Regions from separate parts of the Mus musculus genome. Here regions 1, 2 and 3 are each linked to region 4. A link is a contact called in public promoter capture Hi-C data. All regions are on one chromosome and are shown on one strand. Each heading gives the region's core, a stretch centred on a gene start, on an enhancer-like site or on the middle of the called end of the contact. The rest is flanking DNA. Distances are from core to core; before and after follow the strand shown.

Evidence for each region. Promoter capture Hi-C pulls out the DNA fragments that hold promoters and counts their contacts.
Region 1: a promoter capture Hi-C map of pre-B cells shows a contact between it and region 4, with 6 times the contacts expected there. The contact joins the promoter of Ints14 here to the promoter of Fem1b in region 4. A contact is called at or near these places in 3 of 39 promoter capture datasets (erythroid cells, liver and pre-B cells).
Region 2: a contact with region 4 is called in a promoter capture Hi-C map of pre-B cells, with 5 times the contacts expected there. The contact joins the promoter of Hacd3 here to the promoter of Fem1b in region 4. A contact is called at or near these places in 1 of 39 promoter capture datasets (pre-B cells) and 1 of 115 datasets of contacts at active chromatin or transcription factors (thymic regulatory T cells).
Region 3: a contact with region 4 is called in a promoter capture Hi-C map of pre-B cells, with 4 times the contacts expected there. The contact joins the promoter of Pdcd7 here to the promoter of Fem1b in region 4.

What each region holds. Positions count from the first base shown.
Region 1 is chr9:64,959,052-64,962,311 of GRCm38.p6, forward strand. Ints14 (integrator complex subunit 14) reads left to right here and starts at 1,781. Exons shown (of 13, transcript NM_001077631.2): 1 at 1,781-1,887; 2 at 2,643-2,947.
Region 2 is chr9:65,020,288-65,023,564 of GRCm38.p6, forward strand. It overlaps Hacd3 (3-hydroxyacyl-CoA dehydratase 3), which reads right to left and starts at 1,430. Exons shown (of 11, transcript NM_021345.2): 1 at 1,170-1,430. The coding sequence starts at 1,256.
Region 3 is chr9:65,344,539-65,347,502 of GRCm38.p6, forward strand. Pdcd7 (programmed cell death 7) reads left to right here and starts at 1,530. Exons shown (of 5, transcript NM_016688.2): 1 at 1,530-2,470. The coding sequence starts at 1,604.
Region 4 is chr9:62,810,299-62,813,301 of GRCm38.p6, forward strand. Fem1b (fem 1 homolog b) reads right to left here and starts at 1,350. Exons shown (of 2, transcript NM_010193.4): 1 at 760-1,350. The coding sequence starts at 1,007.

The DNA of each region.
Region 1 (3,260 bases), core at 531-3,030, 2.1 Mb after region 4:
CAGCAGTTCACTATTTTAAGTCAGGAAATAAGAGGTGAGATATTACAAAGCGATGTTATTTATTGGTTTCCTTTAAAGTACGTGTGGGAACATGTGGACACGGGATCCTTTGGATGGGAAAGTTAAGGCTTGAAAGCCATCTCCTTTGAATTACTCTGTCTCTTGTCATTGATGTTCTGACTTTATCGTCATTGAACAAACTTCTGATTTGGAGCCAATCATGAGGTCCCCTCTCGATGGTTCTGTCTTTTATCATCAGTTTTAACAAAATGACTTGCTGGGCGTGGTGGCACACGCCTTTAATCCCAGCACTCGGGAGGGAGAGGCAGGCAAATTTCTGAGTTCGAGGCCAGCCTGGTCTACAAAGTGAGTTCCAGGACAGCCAGGACTACACAGAGAAATCCTGTCTCAAAAAACCAAACCAAAAAAGAAAAAAAAAAAAAAAAAGACTTATTCCTTTCTACGTCACCGAAAAGCCAGCTGTTCAGCAGAACGAGGACGACGACAACAAATCTGAACACCTATCAGATCATTAAAAATGAGCAAACTAATTAACTTAAGTTTAGTCTTTAAGGTCATAAACCAGACCATGTATCTAAGCTGGCCTAGAACAGCAATCCATGGCTGAATCATCACCACAATAGAGCAACTAGACAGATAACTCCTCTGTCTGCATAGTCTTGGCCAGATCTCTCCCATTACGGCTAAGTAATCAGGCTATATATTCTTACTTACCTAGAGCCCCATAACTGTTCAAACATAGCAAGGTCTTTTGAAATATTGAAACTAGCCTGGTTGGAGAAAGATGTCCTGCAGCAAACAAAAGCTAAGTCTACAGGCCATGCGGCCTTGATATTGGTTCCCCAGAGTCTAGTGTTGGCTTTCTCTGCCACCTCTAATAGAAAGAGGAAACATTAAAGAACAACAAACACTTTCCCACGGAGCAAGTTGTGGTAAGTCAGTTCTAAGAGTTTCCCTTCCTTATCCCGCTTGCAACCCATAAGCTTAAAGAAAGCCATATGCCTAAGACTTTACAGGGAGCTCTGTGTTCTCACTTGTAATTGCTGTTGTGAAGTATTGGTCTTTGAACCATAACTACCCAGCGTTCTGTTAGCATCCGTTGAGGCCTACTACTAACTGACATTCTCCAGGCCCCTACAGCCCACAGGGTTAGCAAGTCACCTTTTGCCCACCTCACCCTCTCATCCCCGCCCAGGAACTCCCTGAGGCATATGCTATGCTAGGGACACCTGGTGGAGAGAAGCAGGCAGGGACCCTCAAAGCCTTACATGGAATCCTAAAAGCAAAACCTTCAGCACATCTCAGGCACAAAAGCAATAACTGAGTCACGCTTCTGCCGGTCTCAAAGTCAGGGTAGGGAAATAACGTGGTACTAAGATCTCAATGCAACTTAGACTCAGGGCAGCCAGGTGCTTACAGTCTGAGCACTCAGCCGGGGATTACAGTTTTTTAAGAGTAGGAAGAGCATCCTACTGTTCTGTCGGTGTGACTGAGAATTCTGAAGAAGAAAAGCAATGACAGAAATGTTAGACACTGGCCAGGGGTCTACAGGTTAATAAAAAGGCAAAGCAGAGATAAATGGAGGGAGGCACCCAGAATGGGGTAAGACAAAGGGGGAAGGGCCAGAAACCCCCCGCAGGGCTCAGCCTGGGAGGAAATTGGGGCTCCGTGGGCAAGAGACAGAGGAGGAGCACCCCCTAGCGTCCCGGGAGAGCCACAACCCAGCGCCCGTGGGCTGGAAGCCCCGCCCAGCCCACGCTATTCGCTGCCTCCGGGTTCCCTTATGTCGCACGGCCCTTAAGTTCCGGCTATGGCGCGCGGACGGAAGGTTTAAGCGGACGGACAGAGGCTGGAGATGGGCTCCGGGTAAGTCAGGGAATGTGCCTGTTGAGGGCTGTGTTTCGATGGCGGTTGGGGTTACAGGGGAAGGAGTGGAAGGAACAACACAGGGCGGGCGGCGGACCTTCTCTGAGGCCCGCGTAGGGTGGCGGTCTCAGGGGCGCTGGCTCCAGGGCCTGCGACAGGCCTGCCCTCTGTGTGGCCCGGGTCTTGTAAGCAGCAGGATTCCGCGCTTGGGGCCGTGTTTCTTCCTCCCCTGAGAGTCTTCCGTCCCTGGACCCTGAGACTTCCGTCCCCTCTTTCCCCGAGAGTTCCATACAACAAATGTTTTGGGCTCGTTTTAAAGGTAAAGGTCTATTCTTCAGTTGCAGTCTTAAGTGAACTCTGCTGCACTTCAGGCTACCCATTCAGATATTAATCATCTGAGAATTTAGAGGAATTCGTAGGGCAAGCCAGAGCGACAGAAAAGCCGACGTGTATGCACTTAGAAACTGAAGTGGAGCTTTGAGAGATTCCTGAGCGTCAAATTGCTATGAATGGGCTAATGATCCCCTTCAGAGTAGAACTATAAATGTAATTGATGGCTTTTAGAGCAGTCATGTGGCGAGGATGTATCATCAGGAGTAGACTGTCCAGGAGAAAGAAAACCCTTGGTTATCTGAAACATTGTAAAATGGTACCAATTGGAAAGGCTGAGGGCGGTGTGGGGAAATTTGATCAGAGTCAGCCCAAGTGAGAAATACATCGTGTTATCTACTAATGAGAGATCTTTTATTTTTCAGTTTTGTGGCTAAGCCCAGACTGCTTGAGTGAAACAGCCTTCAGGGACGTTCCATTCTTTCGTTTATCCCAGTGCTTACAACCCAAAAACAAAATTGGATTGCCACAAGTCGGCCACGGCTGAGGAAGTGCACTCGGGCCCTGACACAAATGCATCAGTCAGGAGAAAGAGCCAGCTTCTCAGGTGTCTTCAGAGAAGGCCAGACTGACAGCTGCGGTCACCCATTGCAGTGCTAGCAGCAATTTCATGGACTGGAAGTGCTTGTTGGTACTTGATCCAGAAAACTGTTTCTCAATCTCTTAAGAGGTGAGGGCGTGATCATCAGCTTTAAAAACCATAAAGGCTTCCGTGCATAAATGTGACCCACAAGAGCTGGATAAACTGCACCTGAGCAGAAGTGCAGGACTCCCTGGTGGCTCTGCTTAAATAAGAAAGTGTATTTTTGTGTACAGAGTTAAAATTTACAATGTATTTTCCTAATGAATTAATGTATGTTGTATTAGGGGTAGTTCATTGGTTATGTTGAGATTTTGATGAGCACCTGCTGTGTGCCAGATGTAAACCTGAGTAGACATTAGGAAGCAAAGTCTTTTTAAAATTTTATTATTTTTTTATTTTT
Region 2 (3,277 bases), core at 180-2,679, 2.2 Mb after region 4:
TGGGCATGGTGGTGCACACTTGGAATCCCAGCACTCAGGAGGCAGAGGCTGGCAGATCTCTGTGAGTTCCAGGCCAGCCTTGGTCTACATAGTAAGTTCCAGGCCAGCCATAACTATATAGCATGACTGTCTCCAAAATACAAAAATAAAAATTAAAAACAAAAACTTTTTTTTCTATTTTAGCAAAGAATCTTGTAGCAGAGTAGAGAACAATAGCACAGAGAATTATTCATCCTATTCTAGAGTAGCATTTATTCGGGTTTGCTTACACCTTAAATGAAATTTACTGCTTACTCAAAGACATTCTGGCCAGTATTAGCTTCATCGTTCACAAGGGGAAATTATTTACATTCCAGAAGCAAAGATTAGACTCAAGTGGACATGGGCACCTAGACCCTGCAAGAAAATAGACCAGATGAATTGATGAATTCAGACAGGTATCTAACTGCGAGCAAGAAACAGTTCAGAGGAATGAAGATTACAATACCATGGATGTCAAGGAGACTAGGGAAAGAACATTCCAGACCAAAACCACTCGCTTCACACAGAATACTGGATGGTCTGGTTAGAGACATGGGAAGTTCCCAGGGATTTGATTTGCTCACATTAATAGGTAAACGTGGTGAAATGAATACTTAATGTCACACGATAATTTCTTTACGCAACTTGCTAAGGCTGAGCTCGCAGCCTTAAAGAGAGGATGGAAATCATTTCCTTGGTGAGCGGAGGTGTGGTGTAGATTTCTATCACTGAACGGTTGGGGGGTTGCCCCCCGCCCAGCCCAGCGACGGGCCTTGAGAAGGTCAATGGGCCGCCCGGACTAAACCTCAGAGGCCAGCGCTGACGTCCTGCTACCGCACAACAGGCCACTGTCAAGCCGCACTTTAGACCCACGGAGCTCATCCCACAATTCAGAGGGCCTTAGGCAACCCGAAGGCCAGCCGCCGGCTTCCAGGACTCTGCTGAGGCTCCCCAGGGCGCCTACCAGGAACAAAGGGGATACCGGGGCCAAGCGCAGAACGCCGGACGGCACCTGCAGCCCCTAAGGGAGACCGGGGCGCTCCACTCGCGGTTCCTGCTGGCGCACTGCAGGAGCGCAAACGCACAGGGCGGCCGACGGGGACCGGGGGGCCCCCGATCCTGCGCGCAGCCCGCAGCCCGGCCTTTACCTGCACGTCACTCAGCTCCACGCGCAGATACAGCTCGCGGTGTCGCTGAGCCCAGTAGACATGCGGCGTCAGCACTTGAGTCTCCATGGCCCACGCTGTCCGGGGGAGCGGGGAGGCTCGGCTTGCTGCGCCTCGTTACCTCGGCCTGTGAGCCGCTGGAGCTAGCAGAACGCAGGCCTCAGACCCGCACGCTCCGCAGCCCGCAGCCCGGCTGTCTCGAGATAACCCACGCTCGCGGCTCGCGCTTGCGCAGTGAGGACCGGGGCGGGAGGGCGGGGCGAACCCAGCGAGGGAGAGGACGGGGCGGGACGTGGGAGAGGCTAGCGGCTGCGCCACGTGATCAGCGGCTCAGTGGCCTTCGGATCAGAGGCTTTTGAGCTCCTCGCTTACCTCCTGTGGCGCTTCAGAGAGGTCCTTGCACAAGAACATGAAAGTGAGAGGCTCTAATCTACAAAGAAAGGGCGGATTGGCGGCGTATGAAGAGGCTTGTGTGCAAGGATCCCTTCCAAGTTTTTTTGTATGATCGCAGCGTTTAGTGAGAACCCACTTCCTCCCTGGGCTTCAAGGCCACACACAGAAAGACAGATGAGCCATTCAAGACATACATTGGTGTTGCTTTTTTTTTTTCTTCCTTCCTTCCTTTCTTTCTTCTTTCTGTCTGTCTTACTATGTAGCTCTAGGTGACCTGAAATTCACTTGGTAGACCAGATCCAGGGACCTGTCGTCTGCTTTTGCCTCCCTTGTGATTTAAAGGTGTGCAACACCTCCCCTGGCCTCAGGCTTCCTGTTTTAAGAGAGATGGTTTCCATTCACTGCCCAACAAACAGAACAGCCCATTCGTTATAGCTATCTACATGAACTAATAAGCAAACAAACAAATCAGTTCCTTGGCATCCCTAGCCCCGTCCTGAGCATTTGAGGACCTGGATGCTGCAGACAGGCACTCTACTATAACCTCAGCTCCTTGTAGTGTCATCATCTGTTTCTAAGTTTTTCTGTAAAGGAGCACAGCTATTATGGGCCCATTTCCAGGGAAATCAATAAGGAGACAGAGACAGAGAGACAGAGATTAGTAAGAGGACTAGAGGACTAGAGGACTATAGCCTAGTCGGTAGTGGGTTTGATCCCCAATAGCACATAAATCAGGACTAGTGGTGAACACCTGTAATCTCAGCACTTGAGATGTTCAGAAGTGCAAAGTCATCCTTAGTTACGTACTGAGTTCAAGGCCAACCTGAACAAACAAAGGAAAGGGAAATAAAGTAGAGTTTATCATCCAGGCTAAAAAGTACACGGTGGTGGGGCAGGGTGAGGGAGACTAGAAGGCAAGGCCAGGGGCAGGGGGATGGGAATAAGGCTTTTATGATGATGTCAGTCAAATGAAAAAGAAACCACACTGTCCTCTCTAGAGACTGCCCCCCCCCCTCCTAGCCCTGTTTGGCTCAGGGCCATGTCTCCCTTCTCAGAGATCAGTCATTACTCCTGCAGAAAGCTTTCATTTGGTCCTTGACACTGATAAAGGCTATTGCCAGGACGTACGCCTAGTTTCTGCTGTTGGCAAGAGATCCTGCTTGGCTCTGATGTTCACCTTTTTACAGACTCTTCTGATGCTTGAAGGACTTAGAGGAGGAGCTGCTGTAGATGGGGATGTAGATTATTTGGTAGAGCACTTGTCCAGCACACACAAAGCCTTGGGTTGGATTCCCAGAACCACCAGGCCACGTATACCAATGGTCCACGTATGTAATCCTAGCACTTGGAAGATGGAGGCTAGAGGATCAAGCGCTCAAGGTCACCTGGCCTGGGATGCACGAAGCCATGTATGAAGCAAAAAAGAGAGGGTGAAGGGAGTTGCTGAATTCAGCAATTTGGATCCTCACCTATGCACAAAACATCTAACCAGTTATCTATAACCAAAACCAAGTTTGTCTGTCTAAGCCACAAAGGGAGAAACACTGACTGAATAAACCCAGGCATCTAGTGGGCAACAATCAGATCGTATACCTATAACCTCCTAAGTATGCCAGAAAGGTCAATAACTGCTCCCAACCTTTACCAGAAAGATCAGCTCATCAGTTACAGTTTAAAGGAAATCACACAGTTGTCCC
Region 3 (2,964 bases), core at 280-2,779, 2.5 Mb after region 4:
CGTACATGTAATTTTTCTGCTGATGTTTGAATAAGCCAATAGCATGTCGCTATGCTGAATTCCACACCCCTAAGCTCCTTACCCCATAAAAACCCCTAGCTTTCGAGCCTGTGGCCAACATCCGTTATCTCCTGTGTGGGATGCATGTTGGTCCGGAACCCCATCATTAAACTACCTTGTGTGTTTACATCAAAGACGGTCTATTCGTGATTTTTTGGGTTTTGGGTGCACACCAAATCGGGAATTGAGTGGGGGTTTCCCCACTAGGTTCTATCAATATGACATATGGACACTGTAACATCTATCTCTCCAAGACCACCTAGCTTCTCTTTGTGTTTCTGTGTTTTACACCCTGCATTCTTTCGACCCCCAGCAGACATACTGCAAATCACTAGTACCTGCTGCTTCCATCCTGTGTTCCTCTCATAACTTTTTGTTGTCTTTCAGATCTTAGCCGGAGCTTCAGACCGTGTCTCTAGTCCCTCTAGAACGTTAACAATCATCAGGATTTCTGAATTCAAGACTGAATTGGAGAGGCCAAACCTACTCCATCTTGGGACCAGCCTCCATCTTCAAGAAAAGAAAAAAGCAGAACTCAAGCTGCACCAAAATACCAGAAAGGACCCCATGGCTTGTCCTTGGCCAGAGTTAATCCCTAGCTACTTCCTAGCAACAGTTAATCAAAGATTAGTTTGATTGTTTCAGATGTACTTTCAAACTGTTTGTGATCAAATGCACGATTCAGGGCACCCAACTATTGGCTTATAGTCATTCTATTAGATGCTTGCCAGACTGGACAACCCCTCCCTCGCTTTGAAAGAACCTAGTGGGGAAACCCCCACTCAATTTCCATTCGGAGCGCACCCAAGAATCACGAACAGACAACCATCTTGATGTAAAAGCATGAGGTAGTTTAATGACGGAGCTCCGGGCCGACATATATCTCCCTCAGGAGACAGAGGTGTCGACCACATGGTGGAGCCATAATGGCAGAGCTCCGGTTCGAAACGTATCTCACACAGGAGACAGTGGTTTCGACTCTGACGCTTGGAAGCTAGGGATTTTTATAGAAAAGGGATGGGGCTGGGGGAGGAATTGGCGAGGTTTCACATGATTGGTTCATTTAAACATCAACAGACTGTCAGAAGGGCGGGAGATAGGGGGGCATGTCCTGGCCTGTTCTGCTATGTTCTCAGCCCCAGGTTTCAAAGCTCACAAACAACTCTTTGGGCTATTTGACATAAATTACATGAATCACATGTCTCAAGTTTTATTTCCTTTCAGCTTTTATTTTTCTATAAAAACTTGTTCTACTGAGGGTTCAGGGCTGCTCCGCCTTCTCTTTCTGTCCTGCTGTGTTAAGGTCGATTTGGAGGAGAGCCCGAGCCTGAGCCCGAAATAAACCCTAACATCGGAGACGGATCCTTGGTGGTTTGGGAAGGTTCAAGCTTCCTGGCACGACAAACCAAGGTCCTGCACTACGCCTCGCTTCCGGGAAGTGAGTCAAGCACCGGTCGCACGTTATACACGTCACTTCCTCCTGGAACCCGGATAAAGAAGTTCCCAGATTACTGTCACTGCTCCCAACCGCTGCACTACAGACATGGCTCTGCCACCTTTTTTCGCCCAGAGCCGTCAGGGACCTCCCCCTCCGCAGCCACCGCCTTCCGCTCCATTCGGCTGTCCGCCCCCGCCGCTGCCCTCTCCGGCTTTCCCGCCGCCCCTTCCCCAGCGACCCGGCCCCTTCCCGGGGGCTTCCGCCCCCTTCCTCCAGCCTCCGCTGGCCCTGCAGCCCCGCGCGCCAGCCGAGGCCTCCCGCGGCGGTGGCGGTGGCGGCGCCTTCTTCCCGGTGCCACCCCCACCGCTGCCGCCGCCGCCGCCGCAGTGCCGGCCCTTCCCGGGGCCCGACGCCGTCGAGCGTCCACGGCCACCGCCTCCAGGTCCCGGGCCGCCCTGGAGCCCGCGCTGGGCGGAGGCGCCGCCGCCGCCCGACGTGCTCGGAGACGCGGCCCTGCAGCGCCTGCGTGATCGGCAGTGGCTGGAGGCGGTGTTCGGGAACCCCCGGCGGCCCGGTGGCCTCCGGACCCCGCGCACACCCGCCGGGCCCAGCCTGGGTGAAGTCCGCGCGCGGTTGCGTTCCGCTTTGCGTTTGGTGCGGCGGCTACGCAGCTTGGGGCAGTCCCTGCGCGAGGCTGAGGCCGACGGAGCAGCCTGGGCCTCCCTGCACGCTCAGGCGGCGCCACTACGAGCGGAGCTAGCGGAGCGGCTGCAGCCGCTGGCCCAGGCCGCCTATGTGGGCGAGGCGCGACGGAGGCTGGAGAGGGTCCGGCGCCGCCGGCTGCGGCTTCGTGAGAGGGCCCGGGATCGGGAGGCTGAGCGGGAGGCGGAGGCCGCGCAGGCCACGGAACGGGAGCAGGAGATTGACCGCTGGAGGGTGAAGTGCGTGCAGGAAGTGGAGGAAAAGAAGCGGGTGAGAACCAGTATGCGCTCGGTGGTTGGAGCTGTGGTGTCTGGAACTCGAATCTGCGTGCTAGTTAACTTGTATGCTTATCCGCGAAAGCTAGCCTTTGCCACTTCTTTGCTCTGTATTCCTTGTTGACGATGTGTGGTGCATAAAACTCTAGAATTTGGACTATAAAGTCCCTTAAACACGCGACAGGTTTACACTGGTGCATTTCTGGGAGGACACACCTCTTGTGTCCTGCTTCAAAGTTGGATCCACTTACTGAAGATGCAGAGCAGTATCTTTTATACTGTCCTAAAGCATGCAAATGTAGAGGACTTGGACCACACCTAGAAACCTTTATAACATAATTGGCTGATGAGGTTGATAATAGTTCTCTCCCGGGTTCATTTGTTTTGGTTTGATACTATGAATACCAGTGTATCCGGTGGAGTGGGTCTGTCTGGATCAGGTGTTTCCAGGTACTTGGCCTCTTACTCAAATGATTGAATTAAGGACTC
Region 4 (3,003 bases), core at 100-2,599:
AGGTATCAAACGTGACGACTCTGTTATCTTCCTCCGCCCCCCAAAAATATGTACAATTAACCTCAAATGAAAAAAAATATTAGAATAATAGTAAATAGTAAATTTTTGAACAATGTTAAGTGTTTGTGAAACCTTCCCACTGTATCACCCTATACATGTAATTTAGCAATGGCGTAACTTCTACGCCAGGCCCAGAGCCACCTGTACAGCCAAAAATATTGGCCAGCATTGTGGGAGAGTCAGAACCGTGCCTAGAGATGCCCAGCTGCATGACAAGATTCTAGGGGCTTATTTTAACAGATAGTCCCACGACCTGCTTGAGGCTCGATCCGACCACGGGAGGGGGGGAGCGGGAGGAGAAGGGATATGGAGAGGTTAAATGAAGCATCAAAAGGTCCTCAATTTTAATTGTTGATCTCGTTAATTTCCGATCTAGGTTACTACGCCAGTGCTGATATAAAGATACAAAAACCTAGATGGGCAGCCACCACTCCGACAGTGCGTGTTCGCTGACTAATGAAGACTATAGATCTCAAGACCCAGGGTGTGGCTACCACCTACAGGGGGAAAAGGGTAGGAGTCGATAAGAAAAGGCAGCAAAGCATAGCTCTGGGAGACGAGGTGGGCATCAATGGGGGTGAAGGGATATGAAAAAGAACTGAGTCCACACATGAAAACAGGGTTAATGAAGGATGAGAGGATCCAGGGCTTGGGAGGCCCGCGCGCGTCGGAGGGAGGATGGAGTTGGGATGTACCTACCCGTCGAAGCGGACGGTGCCGGTCTGCTGGGTCTGCACACGGTAGTGTTCTAACAGCAAGCGCACCACCTTGGCGTGCCCATTGCGGGCTGCGATGATGAGGGGTGTGGAGCGCTGTCCTCCCTGCTGACTGACATAGCCCAGCAGGTAGCGGATATCGCTCTCTGACCGGTTAAGGAGCAAGGCAGCCAGAGTGAGCACCTTGCCCTCGCTGGCCGCCTTGTACACATAGCCAGCCAGGCCCTCCATGGCCGCCGCCAACTCCAACACCCGTTTGGTCGCCACCGCTGCTGCTGCCTTGCGCCCCCGGAGGCCGCGTCCACCAGCACTTCAGACCCGGGCCCTCACAGCCCATTCAACAGGGCGCCGCCGCCGTGTCCAGGCAGCAGCGCGACCCAGGGAGGGCGGAGACGCAGAGGTGGCCGAGCACCGCCGGAGGCACAAGTGGGACCCGGCCCGGGCGGGGAGAAGGACGGTCAGGGCCGCCCCCGAGGCCCCAGGCACCGGCCCTGGGCCGAGGGGATCTCCATGGCGGCCGCCGCCCCGGGTCTCAGGCCGCCTCCTTCCTGCGGGCTGCGACAGGCGCGCGCCCGAGCTACGGGTCGCCGCTGGGGTCTCGAGAGGCCCGCGCACGCCCTGGATAGCGAGCGATGTGCACGCCTGCCCGCGCCGGGCCGGAGGGTCTGGAACGGCCTCCACTTAGCTCCTCGCCGCAGGAAAACCGCGGGCACTCGCCCACCGGCGATCGAAAGGGTCCGCTGGCGAGCGGGGCTCCCGTGAGCCGCGCGTGGGTGTTCGCGGACCGCGCCGGCAGCACCAGCACCGGAACTTAGGGCGGGAGGAAAGCAGCCGCCGCAGACGGAGCCGAAGGGAGGGAGGGAAGGCAGGAGTGGGAGGGACGCTTAAGTAGGTATTGCTTCCTAAACCGACCGGCGGGCAAACGAGGCTATCCTAAAGAAAGGTTCCGCTGTGCGCAGTTAGCTGAGCTCTGATGCGGGTTTGAAAGTCCCTAGTGCCCTTGACGCAAGTAGCCATCTCGCCCCCACAGGACCCTAGGATGCTTAGTCAAGGCTGGGGGCGGAGAGAAGGCTACTGAATCTACGGGCTAGAAAGCACATCCAGTTTTATGATTATTACTGTGGGATACTGTCTGCCAGTGATTCACGCGCGGGGGCGCGAGGTGGGGGCCACAGGAAAAGGGGAAAGAGCACCCAAAAGATCCATTTTTGAATAAGGGCTATTATGAGCCTCCGAAATTTGGGAGGGCGAGAGCCGCTTCACTGAAAAGCAACTGAAAGCCTCACCAGACCTCCCAGGAAAGGGGATTAAGTGTGTAAGATAAAGAGCTAAGAGGCAGCAGTCATAGCCAGATGGAACCAGTCTCTAGTCCTGACCCTGCAGAACCTCCGCTGTCTCACTTACACGTCACAGAATTGTTAGGATTTGAAAAGAGCATTTATCCAAAGAATGCTATAAGCCATTCACGTACAAGGCTTTGGTTAGCATCAGAGATTTCTTCATCTAGGCTAGGCCTTTCTCTCCTGGGGCTTGTGTGGTTGTGTGGAGAAAGCAGACAAATAAATGATGTAGAGTTGTTGGATTCATGTCATTACTATGAAACAAGGGCTATGGGTGTGGACTAGGAGACTTCGCCTGGGTGGTCAGAGAAGTCCTCTGTAACAGGTGCCTGAAACAGAGGCTGGACAATGGAAATAGTTCAAAGATCCTGAGCAGAAGACAGATGGTGAGCTCAGAACAGAAGCAGTGTGGCTGCTGACTGTAGGAAGAGTTCTAAAGGATTAAGTCAGCAGGATGCAAGTCATGTGGCCCAGTGACCTATGCAAACGGTTTGGTTTACTCTGGGATTGCATTTAGGGAGTTTTAAATAGAAAAGTGACAAGATGGCGCTTTTTTTTTTTTTTTTAAGATCACATGCATGCTCCCTAATGTGTGCAGAACATAGCCCAGGAAGCAAGAGTTTAGAAGTTCAAAGGCCAGTTAGGAGAGGCTGGGATTAAGTGGAGGATAAACCACTTCTCAGATTATCTCCTAAAACAGTTACCTATTTTCAGATCCCTATGCAAATGTCGGGGGGAGGGGGCTTACACTATTAAAAAAAACAGTCTTGGAAATAAGAACTGAAGATAAGATTTCCTTTTTAATATTTATTTCTGTATTTTATGTATTCGGGTTCTGTGTCTGCATGAATGCCACTGTGCCTTCAAAAGAAATTATCAGGTCCTAC